2 separate regions of the Zea mays genome follow, and region 1 is linked to region 2. A link is a contact called in public Hi-C data. All regions are on one chromosome and are shown on one strand. The core of a region is the stretch at or near the end of the contact, and the rest is flanking DNA. Distances in the headings are between cores, read along the strand shown.

Region 1 (3,137 bases), core at 387-2,886, 260 kb before region 2:
TTGGAGTTCTAGCCGGAAGTTCAACTTAACAGTCTCTGCTGAAACACTAGTATATTAAACAGTAGTGAACAGTGGCAAAAACTGCAGATGGGCATTTGAGATCTGGTGGGGATTGTTAGGATTTATGGGCTAGGCCCAATTGAGAAACTCAATTAAATCCCAGGAAAATCTCAAAAGCCCATATATGTGTATGGCTAGGGAATGGTGGAACCAATAGCACCATATTGCTAGTCCTAGTGGAATGGAGCTAGCTTAAATATGGAAGTCACACTCACTCACCAAGTCATGGATGAGAGGAGAGAGTGTGGAGAGCCACACGCGCGCGCGCTCGCTCGCCTCGCCTCGCCTGGGCGGGGCGGGGCGAAGGGCGTGGGCGCACGACATGCGCGTGAATGGTCCGCCGAAATCCGGCCCCTCGCCTTGCGGGGCGCGCCTTCCTTTTGCCGTTTGAATTTTTGGTTGCTTGGCTATTAAGTTGAGAATCCTAACTGATCGCTATAAAATCTAAACTGAACGCGAGATTTTCGCGGGCGGATAGGATCGAAGATAGTAATCTGTTCGCGGACTCGGCCCTATAAAAGGCGCCTGGCAGCCAGCATCCAAATCATCCCAGTTTTCGCTTTCGCCTCTCTTCACAGCTGAGCCGCCTTCAGTTCTCTTCATCCCGACCGCAGACGTGCATCTGCGATCAGGAGAGCATGTCTCCAGAACCCTTCGCCCTCGAGATCCTGCACCGGGAGAGGGCGAATAAGGTTTTTGGGAAGCGTCCTCACGCGACTGCTCGTGATCTTCTGACCTCGTCGACCCTGCTGATTTCGCTGCTTCGACTTCGTCGACCCTGCTGATTCCGGCCCACGCCGTTAACTAGTATGTCTGATCAGTACGCATTATCTGATTTGACTTTTTACTTCAGTTCTTCTGATTTGGTCATGATATATATTCGAAATTTAATCTGGACTTTATCTAATTATTCAACATCTTTGTCTTACAGGGTCCAAGAATAAAGATACTATCGGCATTGGTTCAGAGAAAGTGGAAGTCAAGTCATTTCCTTCCTGTTGAGGCATTAGAGCATCTCCTGCCCAAATGCTATCACGCTCGCCATCTCGCTTTTTTAGCTACTGCACAAGAAACTGAGCCTCCAGCAGTCTAGCTAAGGGTTTCGTCATCCCTGTTGCAACTAGAGAGCTCGGGCGCAGACCTTTGGATAGTAAACCCTGGAGGACTGTCCTGTCAACCGAGCAGAGCTGGGGGGGAAGGGGGCAGACCTTTGGAGAAAGGGACGATGTGGTCGTACTCGTAGCAGAGGCATCCGTGGCAGCCCCAGAAACGGCGGCAGACCACGTTGCCCACGGCGTCCTGCCGCCAGCGTTCCGGGTGCCGTCCCGACAGCACCGCTGCCTTACGCCAACACGCCGTCCTGGTCTTCTCGTCGAAGGACCTCGGGCGCTCCTTCCATGTCGCCGGAGCCGGAGATCTCCCGCCACTCCCCTCGCCGTCGTTCTCCCGACGGGGAGAGGAAGGGCCACCCATCCAACCCAACCTCCGTCAAACCTCAGGGAGTCAGGGCTGGTTTGGTAATTGGTACTATTCAAAAATCAAAATAGTCTATTGTGTCAGCGAGCACACTAAAGTCGGCTCGGCGGAGTCGGGTTTTGCCGGATATTTGTCGTGGGTGTGATTTGGGGTCCGAAAATTCATTTTATTGTATATTGACCTCATATGTCCCTCAAAACATTATTTTACACCGTTTTATACTGTTTATATAATATAGTTTAAATATGAACATAAATATGGATAAATTGTTGGAGATAGTCTAAAACTAAAACCATGACTTTCTTGATTGTTTTCATAAATTGTGTATTCTTTTTTATATTTATTTTTTGATTTTTTGAAAGATCATAGTAAATCATAGAAAATGTAAAATAGAAAAATTAATTTTGTTAAGCTCTAATGAATACATCTACCCTTATTAATCTTAAAAAAGAAATACTAGCTAGGGTTTCCAATTTTGCTCCCAATGTATCCATCATTTTTATATTGACCAAATGCAATGTGATGTAAAGCACTTAAGATCTTTGTCAAGAAGGTGATGAAAGAAATGGGCAGCTTGTCCAGCCAATGGCTTACCATCTTTCCGTCTTACCTGTCGAATGGCATGTGTCATATCTAATAGCAGATTGACCGCCACCAATATAGCAAGCTACGGGCCAGTAAGCAATCAATAGAAATATCAGTATGAAGAGGATGGAAAAGCTTACTGAATACTGAAAGGATAACTTGTTAAGTAGCCAGAGAATAAAGAAGTAGGCAGGAAAAGTGAACATATAATATGATATGTTTTAGTACAATTTTATTATAGTTTTGGATTCATGACTTTCTGTAATTAATGTACAACTATAGTTTTTTGTTCAATTGTGATGTTTTTTATGACGAGATTAATCATGCAGAGATTGCATGCTTGAGATATAGTAAAAAGATAAACCTATATAAAACTATAACTTGCCACTCCCTCGGTTCCAATTTATAATTTATTTGACTTTTTTATCCAATTTAACCAGTCTATCTTATTCAAAATATTTGTAAAAAAATCAAAGTCATATCTAAAGTATATTATATGTTATCCTGTCGGTCGTCATGATATTCTTGTATGGATGATGAACTCCAGCTTGCTTCCCTGTTTGACATGCGCTACAAATTCTGTCTTTCTCAAAATGAACATTTGTTATTCATAAAATATGCTCTTCCTTTATAAGCTTGTGAAGATTCTTCATCCCAACATGAGCAAGTCGACGATGCCAGAGCCAGCCCATATTAGTCTTAGTAATTAAGCAAGTATCTAGTTCAACATTGTTATCATTAAAATCAACTAAATATAGCCGACAATCTAACACTCCCTTAAAAGCTACTTAATCATCACTTTTTCTAAAGACAGTAACATCAACATCAGTAAAGAGACAGTTGTAGCCCATTTTACATAATTGAGAAATTGAAAGCAAGTTGTAATCTAAAGAATCTACAAGAAAAACATTAGAAATGGAATGGTCAGGGGATATAACAATTTTACCCAAAGCTTTAACCAAACCTTTATTTCCATCCCCGAATGTAATCGCTCTTTGGGGATCATCATTTTTCTC
Region 2 (3,592 bases), core at 896-3,395:
GCCTATCATGGTGATGTGCTTCTCTTATATATACCGGTTACATGCATACAAAACTGACAAGCGAAATCACAAGCGAAATCATGGGAAATCATGGGGACGCAACCCACTAGCTAAGGAAAGAATGCATGCAAGCATTCTATGTATAGATGATTTACTTCTATCTTTAACAGGACTTCACCTAGAATTTTTTATATTTTCAAATTCAAAGCTTCAAATTGAATAGATGAATCAGACGCAAATCTGTGTACAAACGATGTGCGATACTGACTGAATCTAGTCGGTTCCAACTGCGGCTCCACACACTGGTTCGATAACGATCGCACAGGCTTCAACACAGGTGGTATCGTCCAACGAAATTTCTATTATCTATACTAACTATTAAGGCATTAGTGTAGACTGTCCCTGCCTCCCCCACTTCACGCGTGCCTCCCTCTCCCTCCCCGCGAAATTCGACGTCAACCTGCATCGCGAAACCTCCGCACACCATCCACGCGTGCCCCCGCCCTGCCCAACTGCTACCTCCGCGAAATCCCAACTGCTATCAGAATTCAGAAAGCGGGCGCGTACAACGTAAATATATGCGTGACGGCAACTCGTACGACACGAAAGGTAGCTGCCTTCCTCGCTACGCCTACCCCACCCTTGGTCCCTACCGCTAACCCTCAGCAGCCGCGTGACACGGTCACTCGTGCAACCCATTCTGCACTTTGGCCCTTCCCATGGCAACGCCCGCCTCCGCGCTGGCCCCACCAAACCCTAACCAGTCTACGGCGACCCGCCGTCGCTGCTGCTACAGCAGCAGCAGGAGGAAGAGGTGCCAGAGTTGGTCCCGGAGACGGTGCCGACGCCCCTCACCACCCCGATCGACCCCACCCCTCCGGCGGCGAGGAGAGCGAGAGCGATGACTCCTCGTCCGTCTGGTCGGCGCCCTCCTCCACGCCCACACCCATCCCCGCCCCGCCCCCGTGGCGCCCTCCCCCGCGGCCAAGGACATCCTCCACATCTCCTTCAACCAGGACTACGGCTGCTTCGCAGCGGGCACCAAGTCGGGCTTCCGCATCTACAACTGCGACCCCTTCCGAGAGATCTTCCGCCGGGACCTCGCCGTCGAGGGCGGAGTCGGCGGCGGGGGAGGGGGTATCGGTGTCGTCGAGATGCTGTTCCGCTGCAACATACTCGCGCTCGTCGGCGGCGGAGATAACCCCCATTACCCTCCCAACAAAGTCATGATCTAGGGCGATCATTCGGGGATCTCTCCTTTCGCTCCCCCGTCCGGGGCGTTCGTCTCCGTCGCGAGCGCATCATCGTGGTGCTCGAGAACAAAATCTTTGTCTACAACTTCGCGGATCTTAAAGCTGTTGCATCAGATCGACACTTTGAGCAACCCCAAGGGCCTCTGCGTCGTGTCACAGCAGCCCGGGTCCATTGTGCTTGTTTGCCCTGGTGCCTAGAAGGGGCAGGTTAGGGTGGAACACTATAAGGCAAGGAAGACCAAGTTTATCAATGCACACACTTCCCGCATCGCGTGCTTTGCGTTGTCGCAGGATGGGAGGCTCATTGCGACTGCTAGCACCAAGGGAACTCTTGTTAGAATCTACAATGCAGCTGAAGGCAATCTCCTGCAGTAAGTAAGCTTTCTTTCACGCGCTCGTAGCTGTATTGTATACATGTACATTCTGTTGGGTGACGTTGCAACTAATAAAAACTGATTTTGTCTAGTATGACGCAATCAAATGTCTTATTATTTTGTTTTGATAAAGAATTAATGATTGTATCATGCCAGACTACCAGCTCACATGTTTGGCTTTCGAGCACACTTTCTCCAGACCCCAAGGAAATATAAGATCCGATTAGATATATGTCGATACTCATCCCAGCGTATTTCCGTTGCAACGCACGGGCACATACCTAGTATAGAAATAAGGATTCTAACCATGATTACACTTACCTAGACAATAAAATATATACATGTTTTTCTGTTTTATATTTTATGGCGAATATAAATGGAAAGGTAGCAAAGTAGGAGCGCTTTGGTAGTAAATAATAACCCATGCTCAAGGGAAAGTGGGAAACGCTCGAAGAGGGGAGAGGAGACAGCGGTCCTATGTCCGTGTGGTCGTGCGGACTGCGGACTTCTCTTCCTCATTCCATCCCCGCTGCCCCATCCGGCCATCCCACAGCGAATCTCCCAAACCCCGGCTCCCTCGATTCCCAATCCCACCCCTGCCACGAAGAGATCAGATGACGGCGAGCTGCTGCTGATCGAGTGCAGTGGAATCGGAGGCGATGCGGGCTAGCCGGCCGGCGGTGCACCCTGTGGAAGCGGCCCCTCCGCCGCCGGCCGCGGCGGCGGAGGGGCCGGAGGCCCAGGTGGAGGGTGCCGCGCACCCGCGCGGGGTGCGGATGAAGGATCCGCCTGGGGCACCAGGGACACCTGCGGGGCTTGGTCTACGCCTTGCGCAGGCCTTCTTCGCAGCCGCTGCGCTCGCCGTCATGGCGTCCACCAACGACTTCCCGTCCGTCTCTGCCTTCAGGTCCAACAAATACCTTTTCTTGTGGATACCATCTTTTTTAAAATCTGAACCGACTTATTTGGGTTCTTTGTATGCCTGGATTAGAAATCGAAGTATTCTGGAGTCTTTCGCGTGAACTTTTAGAGTAGCAGTTGTATTTGCGGTATATTGAAGCTATTTGTGTAGGGGCTAGGCGATAGCGTGATGTGGTTTAGGGTTCTCCTTGTATTAGTCGAGTCGTCTCTTGTATTGGTCTTCTTAAGACCACCCCTTTTTATATAACGGGGCATAGTTCTTCTGCTTAATATATAACGGGGCATAGTTCTCATACGTTTTTGAGAGAAAAAGATGGCGTGATGTGGTCGAGTGAAGTCTATGTGGAGCTTACGTGGGATGACTGGAGAATGCATATTTATGTGTGCAAAAAATAAGTATTCTATAATATAATTATTTTTGAAGGATAGCTAAATCTCACTTCAGCTTATATACTTACCATCTTGATTAGCGGTGTGCCAATGTGGTAGTTGTAATCCCCCTATTGACTAAGAGCAACTCCAAGAGTCTCCTAAAAATTTATTCCTAAAAACTCCTAAAAATTTATTCCTAAAAACTATGTATTGGGGGCTCCACTAAAAAATATTTTGCCAAAATCTTATCTCCACACAGTAGATCCCTAATAATTAACTCCCCAATAGTTTAAGCATTTGACACGTCAGCCGGACATGGACACTGGCGGGGACAACATGCAGCTCCTGCTCAATGCAGCTCCTGCTCAATGCGCTGATGCACGACATGGCTGCCGAGTCTGACTCCTTCTCCGACGACATGGAGGTAGCCTCCTCTGAGTCCTCGTCCTCCGCCTCCTATTGCGGGCTCTCCTGTCCTGGTGCTCAAGCTCCGCCACTCCATATGCAAGCGCCGCCACTCCATATGCAAGCGCTCCCCGAATAAGAACAAGAAGCATCAGCAACAGGTGGCCATGGCCACTGCACCACAACAGTCGTAGCCACATGTGCCCCATCGGAGTTGTGGAGCTGGAGGACCTGGGCGTCGATTATCCTCCAACGTCCGGCATAAGA

What was found. A called contact is a pair of places that touch in the nucleus more often than the background predicts.
Region 1: a contact with region 2 is called in a Hi-C map of leaf, with 2.0 times the contacts expected there. The contact joins the promoter of LOC100277163 here to the promoter of LOC100276927 in region 2. A contact is called at or near these places in 3 of 25 Hi-C or Micro-C datasets (ear, leaf and tassel).

Annotation. Positions count from the first base shown.
Region 1 is chr5:40,617,764-40,620,900 of Zm-B73-REFERENCE-NAM-5.0, reverse strand. LOC100277163 reads right to left here and starts at 1,636. Exons shown (of 3, transcript NM_001407176.1): 1 at 1,269-1,636. The coding sequence starts at 1,533.
Region 2 is chr5:40,361,008-40,364,599 of Zm-B73-REFERENCE-NAM-5.0, reverse strand. LOC100276927 (CASP-like protein 15) reads left to right here and starts at 2,145. Exons shown (of 3, transcript NM_001150620.1): 1 at 2,145-2,534. The coding sequence starts at 2,287. It also overlaps the pseudogene LOC103626262.